2 separate regions of the Zea mays genome follow, and region 1 is linked to region 2. Evidence: chromatin contacts called from public Hi-C data. All regions are on one chromosome and are shown on one strand. The core of a region is the stretch at or near the end of the contact, and the rest is flanking DNA. Distances in the headings are between cores, read along the strand shown. Region 1 holds the start of LOC100383845 (putative transmembrane protein kinase family protein). Region 2 holds the start of LOC103650809.

Region 1 (5,657 bases), core at 430-2,929, 160 kb after region 2:
AGAATGGTCTGAGCCCATGGACGCTATCGCTTGAAGGTCCGAATTTGGGAAGAGATCAAGCCACTCAGTTGTAGCAAAGAAATGATCTATTCTGGACAACGTAGGTGAATCTTGCCCATTGCTTCAAGTGAATCGTTTGCCGTTGAGAGCGATCTCCATAACTTGCAGGTCGTCTAAAGTTCTATTGAACCGCTGGATCATGTTCATGCTAATTCTATTGTTGTTTTTGTCTTGCGCCGAGCAAATTAGATTAAAATCACCAAATTAGATTAAAGTTCTATTGTTGTTTAAGTTCTATTGACAACGTAGACTATCATGGATGCCAGTTCAGGCACACTATACATATGAAAGTCGAACTGGCCTAGCTGGCGCAATCCGGGCGCAACGTGTTGCTTGGTTCCTGCTGCATCAGGCGTCACCGCTAGAGGAGACAGCGGCGGCGGCGGCGGGGGGCTCACGTGTCAGCGCACGCCGGCCACGGCGAGGCAGCAGCCAGATGGAGTTTCCGCGGCCGGCACTAGTACGTACGTCCTAGGAGAACGGGAGAAGATAGGCACGGATGGATATGGATGCATGCAGCCTGAAGCGCAGTGTCCAGTGTAGTAGCGGGCCACGGCCAAGCTAGGCACAGCAGCCCACCACAGCTGTGGCGCACTCACCTAGCTCACACGGTGCAGGCTGCTGCGCTGCGATCGGTGCTTGATGGACAAACAAAAGCTACCTGTCAGGTCAGGTCACGAACCCAACGGACCCTCAGTAACTGACGCTTGAAAGCCGGAGCTGGCAACGGACGCTAGCCATAGCCAACGGCCGGCGGCGAGCAACGCGCGCGGGGGCACGAGGGGAAAGCGGGGCGCCGCTCATCTGGAAAACGGCAATCTGTGTGCTGTGCGCTAGCGTCGCTAATTCGGAAACTCCTGTGCAGGTGCAGGTGCAGCGGCAGCGGCAGCATCCCGTCTGGAAAAGCGAAAATCCAGCGGCAGGGGGGGCAAAGGGAGATGGAAAAGACGAGTCCTTTTTTTTGTTGGTTTTTTTTTCTTTTATCCGATCTGACGAGTGATGAGCGAGCGAGCCGACGGACAAGGCAGCTTGCCAGCCGCGCCCCCATCATGTTCTTCTCTTCCCCGGCAATCATTGGCTCGGCTCCCCTGCTGGCGGCGGCGGCGGCACCGGTTCATCGGAGGACGGACTATTATTTAGAATATCTGTATATACAAATCTTGTGACACGAATGAAGAATCGACGGCCAGTCTGAAAAAAAAACGATGCGTCGGCGCGGTGTCGCGGTCCTGGCGAGTTGTCGCCTTTGGATCAATCATTGGGAGATCCATCCATCCATCCAATTCCACTTCTTATACGATCCCACCACGCTCGAAGACGCGAGCAGCGCAGAGCCGCCAGCCACCATTCCTGGCTGGGCTGCTTCTTCCTTCTACATCTTTTCTGCTTTCTTTCTTTCACCCGCAACCGCAACCGCAACGGCCGCGCGCCAAACCAGAGTTTTTTTTTCAGCATCTTCCGCTCCGCTTTCCGCTGATGTTTACAGCTCAACCCTACCAGTATATATACCGACATGTTTGTGTTGATTTGCTGCTGGTTTCCCAATTCCAATCCGCCCCCCGCTGGTAAGTGTGCTTTGCTGTTCTTCACTTCACTCTCTCTCTCTCTCCCTCCCTTTGTGGGCACTCCCCTCCCCTCCCCCTCTGCCTGGTGCCTCCCTCCCCAAAAATACCTCCCAGGCCATCTCACCTCGCTCACAGAATCACTCACGGTCACTTCCTCCACAATACAGCAGGAGAGTAGCAGGGGGTTGAATAGGTTACCTTGCCTGATTCTTCTCACTTGCTTTGATTTATGGAGTCTCACTTGCTTTGATTTCGAGACTACCTGTTTCTTCTGACTGGTTCTATTTCTCTTTGGTCGCGATGGCGTAGGAGGAAGAAGACGGGGCGGAGTCAAGAATTGGTACAAACGGAACGTGTTGCCTGCAGAATGGATTCGGCATTTGACCCCGCTGTCGTGCTCGCACGTACATGATGCCTCTAAACCAGAGCCATCTGCTGCAGGTATGGTGTACATTTCTGCCCCCGCCAGCGAACTCTGCGATTTTCTGTATCGAAATCGGTTCGAGTTCTCTGGAGCGTGAAATCATGTGTTGTTTTCCGGCTTACCATGGTGCCTGTGTTGTTCAGGAGGAGTGCTGAATTTCGATTGATCGCAGGGGGGGGGGGCGATGAACGAACCGATCAGCAACCCTCATTTGATTAGTACTTCATTCAATCTGTTATTGCTATTACTGAGTTCAGGACTCAGGTAGCAGTCGATGCCACATTGTTAGATTGCGATCTGCAAAAACGGTACTGGTTCGTAAATAAAATCAACCCAACGTGTACACGCACAGCTTCAGGCTGGTCCAAGCAAAAACTGCATTCATGTTTTTGCCTGTACACTGCAGCGTACTCATATTGGTTTCATCAGTAAGAGGGTGCTTATGGGTGCAGAATGCCATAGTGAAAGATGTTTTATTGCATTGCATTTAGTTAATAACATGCCATTCAAAGTATTGTGGTAAAATTTCTTCTGACCCGGACATGGCGCGGAAAATTTGAACGGTCCTATGGGAGAATTATACCGGAAAAGAGAAGGGTATGCGTTACTAGTAGCTTCCCCCGAACTTGCTGGTGCCATGATCAAAATGTGCTTTCCCAATTTAGCCACTGCACGTTGCCTCATAATTTCTAGTTTTTCGATATCCGACAATTCCCCGTTTTTATCGTTTGGTAACATAATTGTCTCTCTTTTTGCCAGATTTATGCGTTACTAGTAGCTTTGTCCGTAACGCCATTTTCATGATCATGATCAAGATGCGTTTTCCGAATTTTGCAGTTGCACTTCATCACAAAATGTCCATTTTCAGAATGTTTTCTGTTTGGTAATTTAATTGCCTTTTTCCATATTTATGCATTACTAGTAGAGCCATCCGTAATACTGATGTCATGATCAAGATGTGCTTTCCTAATTTTGCCACTTGAGGGCAACAAAAAAAATGATGCATATGCAAAGAAGTATATTTTTCCCCAGCCTATGATAGGGCTAGTTTGACCAATCCATGGTATCAGTGTCAATATATTATATAGCACTAGTAATTTAACTTTATCTATTGATCAACCAACCCATGTATACATGTTTGTTATATTTATCCACTATCTGAATTGTTTTCTAGTTCATTGGCTGGCATAACCAGCAATCTGTACATTCGCGTTCTTCCTTATGAATTCAAATATAAACTCGAACAAATTTAATGAACTACTCTTTAGGTTTCAGATATCTGCAGATTTCATCACCACAGCTACAAAGATTACTGCGCTACTCTGAAGGAGGATATCCAATACTAGATGTCAGGACTTCTTGCAGAAGCTCTTGGAGCTGCTGCAGGAGGATGTGCACTACTACTTATTGTCATAATTATAATAGTACTTTGCCTACAGCATCGCAAAAGAACCTCAGACTCTTCAGAAAGTGGTTTTTCAGATCAAGCTCTACCAGGTACTGCTTAAGTTACTTTCAATAAAACTTTAAAACTTCAGATAATTCATCTAAAGATACATCTTTCTTTCTATTTTCATAAGTAATAACTTCGTCTTCCACCTATCAGAGTCGCAGGAAGCAAGATGTCTTAGTTTAGAGGAATTGAATTTTGCTACAAGGAATTTCAGCAATGGCAACCTTATTGGACAAGGGACGTTCGGAGAGGTATATAAGGGTTTGCTCCAGGATGGCACAATAGTAGCTGTTAAAAGACGGCATTCTCCTCCTAGCCAGGAATTCATTCAAGAGGTAGCATAATCTTCTTACTTATCCACATGTTCAGTAATTTCTGGTCCCGAATTCGTCGAATGTGCTGTGTTTTAACTTTAGTTTTTTTTCCACATGACGTCCTGTTATAATTTGAAACATAGCCCAGCTTGCTCCACACCCTTCTGACATTGTTTTGAGCTCATGTGTCAGTGCTGTTTTCTTGTCAGGTTAATTATCTAGCATCTCTCTGTCATTGGAACCTTGTAAAACTTTTGGGGTACTGTCAGGAGGATGGCATGCAGATGCTTGTTTATGAGTATATCTCCAATGGCAGCGTATCAACACATTTACATGGTGATTTCCATTGCGTTTTTATCTAACTCTAATGTACAAGAGTAGTGTCATAGGTTCTAATTTTTCTGCTATACTTTTGTAGGTAACAGCCATGCTCTAGGTTCAAGGCTAGAATTCAAGAAGAGACTTTCTATTGCTCATGGCACAGCTAAAGGTAAGCCTTCACAGCATATCGGCTTAGACGCATTCTTCTGTAGCAGTGTCCTTGTGGCAACTACATCAACAATCTTAAATGGCGATATTTTCTTGCTATCCAGGCCTGAGTCACCTGCATTCGCTGACACCCCCTGCGGTCCATATGAATTTCAAAACTTCTAATGTACTTGTGGACGAGGACTTCGCACCAAAAGTTGCAGATACTGGGATTCCAGGCATGCTTGATCGACTTGGTGTTACAGGACTGTCTTCCAGAACATTTAATGATCCTTTCGTGGAACCTCGGTAACAATGGACACACATGTTTCTGATAGTTCTTACATTCATTGCTTACATCAGATAGATACAGTAGAATCATCTGCCTTGAATCTGCTTTGCATTATTTAAGATCGATGGAACTTCTGTTGCATGATCAGAATGAAGGAAGCTATGAACTTGAACTTTTCCATACAAAGCGATGTGTACAGCTTTGGCGTATTCCTTCTGGAGCTAATTAGCGGACGGAAAGCTGTCTCTGATCAATGCATCATTCAGTGGGTAAATAATGGCATCACTGCTTGATGCTTGATGTTTGTCCACCCTTCTCTGCAAAATAACATACCCGTCTCTGGACAGATCTTTTTACTCGTCTGTTCTGTTGATGTGCAGGCACAGAGCTTCCAGGAATCAAGTGACATCTCCGTGATCGCAGACAGCAGAATGGCCGGTGGCTTTACCTCACAAAGCATGAAGGAATTGCTGAGCCTGACAGCACGGTGCGTAAATCCGACGAGCGAGCAGCGCCCGTCGATGAGCTCGGTGGAGGCTGAGATACAACGGATCCGCGAGCAGGAGATCAGCCTCACAGCAGTCATGGCGGAAGGTACCCCAACCGTGACTCTAGGCAGTCAGCTCTTCAGAACATCCAGGTGAAACAAACATCAGTGGGATGTGTAGTCTAGAAGAAAAGCTAGTTCTCTCCTCCTCAGGGCAGTAGACCAGCCTTGTTCTCTTTCGGAATTCGGGAAAAAAAAGAAGAGCCCGTCTTCATAGCGAGCCAGCTGCATCCCAAGTGTAAAAAAAAAAGAGAGGAAACAGCTGCGAGGCTTACCCTTTTTTTCTCCCCAGTTTTGTTACCCTGATGGTTCCTTCCTAATTCTCCCTTTTCTGCACATGTTTTTAGGGGAATTAATGACATTTTCCTTTTGTTGAATAATAATAAGAATGGGTGGGTGGTGGCAAACCAGCGGCTCTTGATTGTTCAGCGCATCAGTCTTGCATGTGTTTTTTTTTCTCTTCCCTTCAAAGTATTGGAGAAAACATGAAAACAAAGGCAATTCATGCAGAAAGTTGAAGCAACAGTCTGCAGA
Region 2 (5,417 bases), core at 654-3,153:
TGTGCAATTGAATTGGTCAACAATGAAGCCAACAGAAAGGAGATTAACAGGAAATGCAGGGACATGAAGAACAAAAGGTAATGTAAGATGTGGCGTGAATCTAACTAACTCTACACCTCTAATAGGCTGAGAAGTTCCATCAGCAGTTTGGATTGTTTCTAAATGAGTCTATGGGTTATAGGATGCAAAAGGATTGAATGAGCATGTCACATGTTTAGACGCACCTGAATCTATAATCCAATTTAAATGAGGATCATATGATGATGCAAGTGTCTGTGCTTGAATACCTTTGCGCACATGGGTATAGTTGGCAAAGTTACCAAAATGAATGGCAGTTGCTGCAATAGGACCCTGTGAGGAGGTGCTTGTGGAGTTCTTAGAAGTATTTCTCTCTTGCCACTGCTCCCACTGCATGATTTGTTCCCCTGTCAGTATGATAGATGGACCCTCCTCTGCCACAACAATATTAGCCCTAGAGCCTCCTTGAGCCCTGCCTCGACCTCCTCTACTAGCACCATAACCAACATGGCTTCCATGGGTGCTGATCCGTCTACCATTATAGTTCTTTGGTCTACGGCAATTATAACTCAAATGCCGTTTGTCTCCACAATTGTAAGATTCCCTATTGTCAGCTATGGTGTAGGCTGATCTAACAGGAGTGTTACTACCGATCACCGCAACCTAATTTCTTCTTGGACTATGGCTGAAATAGCATCCTCCAAGGTAGGAAGACTATCCTGGTGACAAAAAACAGCCCTTCTACTCTCAAATTCATAGTTCAATCCTTTGAGGAACTGGGTCACTCCTGTCCTCTGCCCATTTTTGGACAGCTTGAGCATCATTGGGAGTCTCCATTTGAAGTGGGGCATAGTGATCTAACTCAACCCCCACAAGTATTTGAGTTCATTAGCATACTCCTCAATTGTCCTCCCTGTTTTATTTTATCCGCCTTGCCTTAAATCTCTACCATCATCGTCGCCATCACATTCCCTTTACCAGTGTGAAGCGGCTGAGAACGATGGTGAACAGTTGACTTCATTTGCCGTAGTTGTGAACTTGAGTGTCGAGAGTGTACGACACCAGCGACTTGATGTTGACACTGTGAATGGCTTGGGAGAGAGGAAGTACTGTGGTTGAAGAAGCTGCAGTGGTGTCGCCAAGTACGGGGGAGGAATGAGTGCTGAAAGCCGGCAACGGTGGCATGCCAAGTAGAGGGGAGGAACTGTTGTGAAGAGCGGCGGTGGTGAGTGGTGACGCTGTGGACTGAGCTATGCGTATCGCTCATGATGAGAAAAGGTGCGATCTCAGGATCTTCTAGCTGGTACCATGCAAGAACTAGAAGAGGAGAATATCTGTTCTCTGTATTCATATGTAGTTTACGAATTACAAAATATATAGGCACGCTAGATTATAAGAGATAAGCACAGGTAAAGTGATCCTAGAAAACTGGGCACGCAGGCCCGAAGACTCGGACGAACAGGCATGAAACGAGGATCTAGCCAACTGACTTTGTACAACGTTTAGCAATATTGACAATTCAAAAATACCCATGCATCAGGCAAATGAAGGACCTGTTGTTTGATTGAATTTGAGTAGCTGGAGAAACACACCTCGGCTGCATGTGTTGGTCCGCCAGGAATCTTTCCAACCTCCCTATGCAGTGAACTTTGCTTTCCTACTTGTTGAAGTTGGAGATTCATTTATGCAAGTTTGAATTTGCATTCCCATTATGTAAACAGTCGTGATATTAGTACAGTGTGTAACGGCCAAACTGCCAACAATATTGACTTGGAAACTTCAATACTACGGACAGCTATTGCTGGAATGAAAACATGGGGGAGCCGAAGTGTTCTTTCGTCACTCGGTGGTTTTAACTCCCTTTCGTGCTGTCCTGCAGGCCTGCACCACGGACTTTGACCATTCTTTATTGCGCAGGATCCGTGCAGAGAAAAGTCTTCGTGATAATGGCTTCTAGCCTTCTGGAATATTTACCACCTGCGGCCAAGCGTGTGAAAATTGCTCGGAAAGATTGGCAAGCTGAATGACCGAAGGGGATAAGATCATTGACCGTGTGCGCAAGTGAGTTGAACTTTCAAAGTTTTTTAATCTTTTATTTTTACTACGTGCAGCGTGGCCAGTGGATTGAGAAGTAGTAAACGCGTAAGATTAATTCTGCTGATTTACTTTCTCTAGGTCTGGTTGCTCTCTCAGGTGTCCCTATCAGGGCTTAGAAAGGACGTGTTTGGACTTGGACGAACTCAAGGAGAACTACATAATGACGATTTAGTGACGGGGTTTTTTTAAGAAGGGTTTAGTGATGACTTGTTACATGCAGCTTTCGGCTCCAGGACTTGGGTTTGGTAAGCTGTTTCTCTGTTAAGTCTGCTATTGGGGGTACAGATCCAATGCACCGAATGATCAACAGAACCATAAACGTCGGGCTGGTTTGGTAACTTAGCCAGACCTGTGGGCAGCCCATCCCCTGAGGCGTTTTATTGGGCCTCACCTTTTTTTCCCCCAGATTATTTTGGCGTCGGTTTTCATACGCCAACATAAATGGAGCGTCAATTCCAGCATTTGTTTCAGCTCTTTGGTCCGATTCCTCTTTTGACTCTGATGTTTTTCCTTTGCACGAGACGTGGTTTCTACTTCTCTAAACATCATGATTTGTTTCTATTTGCGAATTTGGACACCGTAAACTATGACTGAGCTCACCTCGAGACGAGAGAGCAAAGTATAGTTGGAGAGATTGTCTGATATGCGTTTGTTGTCTATGGACGTCGCTCTCAGTGTCACCATTCACCACACGGTGGAATGTGTGTATAACTTCGGATTAAAGTCGACTGCTATAGCTGTATAAAAATACTGAAGAAGCATTAGAAGCCGGAACCGAATGGTGTGCCTTGTCTTTTACGAGTGGGCTCATTTCTCGCTTTGTTCTCTCCCCCCGTGTAGTGCAGGTACATTACAAAGCAGTTCCATTCCGTTTTCGCTTTTATTAGGTACTGCTAGTGAAATCGCTCTTCTCCTTTCGTCGTGCCACGTGGCGGTGCCAGGCACGTTAGAAGGTGATAGCAAGCAGATGAGCTCATGAGCAGAGGGAGTCACGGCTGAGACTGAGAGGATTAGGTCCAGTGGATAGCGTCGATTATCAGCCATACCGCACTTAATCTCCTTTGGAAATGGCCTCGTTTCTCGCCTGCCAAATAGAATGCTCCTCCTCCTCCTTCTTGTGGCTCCTTTTTTAAAATAATAATAAAATATAGAACGGGAAGGAAATCGTCACGAAATTGAGGGGCCCCGAGGGCGACAAGGGAGCGCGCGGTGCATGCATCCGCCGTTCCTATCGATGATGTCGGCACACCAGTGGGAGTGGGGCAAACACCCAGGCCAAGAGTGCACGCGAGCACAAGCCCGTGCCCGCCTTTTTCCCTGTTCCTCGCTCTTTGTTTCTTTTTTAAAAAAAAATGTGGAGCAGGAATCATCATCCATCATCACCGACTTGTTTTTTTTAAAATTTTGGAGCAGGAATCATCGTCCTTCATCATCGACAAACTCAATCGTGTATTAGCATAGTCAATGGCCTCGCTCGTGGCGTGGCCTGGTCAAACTAATCGGGATATGACCGTATGATCGGATCTGCTGACACCTGACACCCCAGCCCCTTGTTTTTAATACTTGAACGGTTCGTTTAGTCCACCGGTGAGAATTGCTAAACCCTAAACGGCCGGAACAAGGAAGAGGAGGGGAAGGCGGGACGAGCAGGCGCCAGGCGGAGACAACAGAGGCGGACACAGGCAAGCGGTGCGTCACGTCAAACCCTTCTGGGCTCTGGCCTTTTGCCTCGCCGCCTCCGCCTCGGCCTCGGCCTCGGCATAGCCCGAGGACCTGGCATGGGAACCTTCGCCGCCGACAGCGACGCTTCCATGATTCCATCCCATCCCTGATCTGATCCTTCGCTCGCTGGGTCTCCCTCCGCGGCCCCTCCAGACGCGAGGCGAAAACAAGAGGCCGTACGTACTGCCCTGCCGTGGCCCGTGGCCGGGCCATCCGACGGCGACGCGGGCGGTGCTGCCGCGACGTGGTTGCGTGCGCGTCGCACGCGGGGGGGCCGGTCGCCGTCCGCCGGTCCGGTCGAAGCCGAGGCCACAATCAACGCTACTCTATCCTCCTCCCCCGGCCCCCCCCTCGTCGTGGCGCGGCGGTCGGTCAATGGCCGCGGTGGCGACGCACGGGGGAAGGGTCACCACTCCTCCGCCTAGTCGCCTACTAATCGCATCGCACCACCTCGACGGCTCAAAGGCCTCTACCCTACCGTCAGCGGAGTACAGAAGACGGAGGGGATCCAACTGCTGGAACCAAAACACGGGAGGACGACGAGGATTCTCATTTTCTGATAGATCATCACTGCATGCCACTTTCATCTTGTGTATGTACACGTTTTCATCTTTATACATGATTGCATGTATGTAGGAGTACAGCCATGGTTACATTACATGGCGAGGAGCGGACATCTTCTTCCTCCTCGTCAACTAGAAGAAAAACGAACGCTGGCCGACCGCCCGAACTGGGTGCTGATTTATATCTACAATACAGGGGCACCCAGAGGCCAGAGCAGAGCAGCAGCAACGAACAAGAGACCCGTGCTAGTAGTAGCTTACATCTTACAGGCTACAGCACAAACACAAAACCTAATAACCTTGCTGACAAAACCCCGTAAACAAAAAATCAGTTTTCACTCCCTTTGACCGGCTGCTGTGTGGTGTGGTATCGGCGAACATCAACCTATAGTACGACTGGAGTACTCTTCTTTACTTCACTCATACGACTGGATCGCCTCCCTCGCGAGGAGGAGGAAGAGGAGATCTCATCCCATCCCTCCCGCCCTCCTCGCCTTCCTCCCTACTATGATCTGATCTGACCTGACCTCACCTGCTGTTAATTTAATTTAATAGATCGAAAAGCCAAAGCCCCGCCCGGCCGGAGCTCGCTCTCACGCGCGGCACGCGGCGACGTCGAAGCCCTGGATCCTCACGGCCGGCGCGAACGACGACGAGGCAAACCCGCTGCCGTCGCCACCGCTGCTGTAGGTCGGCCGCCGGTGGTTCGGCGACCCGAGCTCCAGCGGCGCCGGGTGGCGCTGGTTCCGCAGGAACCGGGGGTCGTGCACCAGCGGGTTGTCCGCGCGCGCCGGCGGCGACCCGCCGAACGCCGCCCAGCGGCAGTCCTCGTCCTCCGCCGCCGGCCTGGTCGTCTTCCTGCCTCCTTCCCTGCTGCTGCTGCCGCTGGCCTGTAACGAGAGCGAGGAAGAGCACGGCTTTGTAAGCGACGGCGAACAACAAGAGCTTGGGGGGGAGGAGCGACGAGCGAGCGCGTACGTACCTTGCTGTTGGCGTTGCGCGGGAAGGGCGGTGCGC

The links. Hi-C and Micro-C count contacts between places; a contact is called where the count stands out from the background.
Region 1: a contact with region 2 is called in a Hi-C map of bundle sheath, with 6 times the contacts expected there. The contact joins the promoter of LOC100383845 here to the promoter of LOC103650809 in region 2. A contact is called at or near these places in 9 of 25 Hi-C or Micro-C datasets (bundle sheath, ear, endosperm and 4 more).

The regions. Positions count from the first base shown.
Region 1 is chr3:158,244,836-158,250,492 of Zm-B73-REFERENCE-NAM-5.0, forward strand. LOC100383845 (putative transmembrane protein kinase family protein) reads left to right here and starts at 1,680. Exons shown (of 9, transcript NM_001176475.1): 1 at 1,680-1,818; 2 at 1,935-2,066; 3 at 3,325-3,546; 4 at 3,656-3,837; 5 at 4,026-4,152; 6 at 4,235-4,306; 7 at 4,410-4,593; 8 at 4,725-4,845; 9 at 4,957-5,422. The coding sequence starts at 3,396. The coding sequence ends at 5,220.
Region 2 is chr3:158,082,303-158,087,719 of Zm-B73-REFERENCE-NAM-5.0, forward strand. It overlaps LOC103650809, which reads right to left and starts at 1,904. Exons shown (of 3, transcript XM_020550378.1): 1 at 1,611-1,904. The coding sequence starts at 1,700. It overlaps LOC103650810, which reads left to right. Exons shown (of 4, transcript XM_008676379.4): 3 at 1,936-2,079; 4 at 2,194-2,585. The coding sequence ends at 2,045. LOC100303905 reads right to left here. Exons shown (of 2, transcript NM_001165488.2): 1 at 5,383-5,417; 2 at 4,400-5,290. The coding sequence ends at 4,994.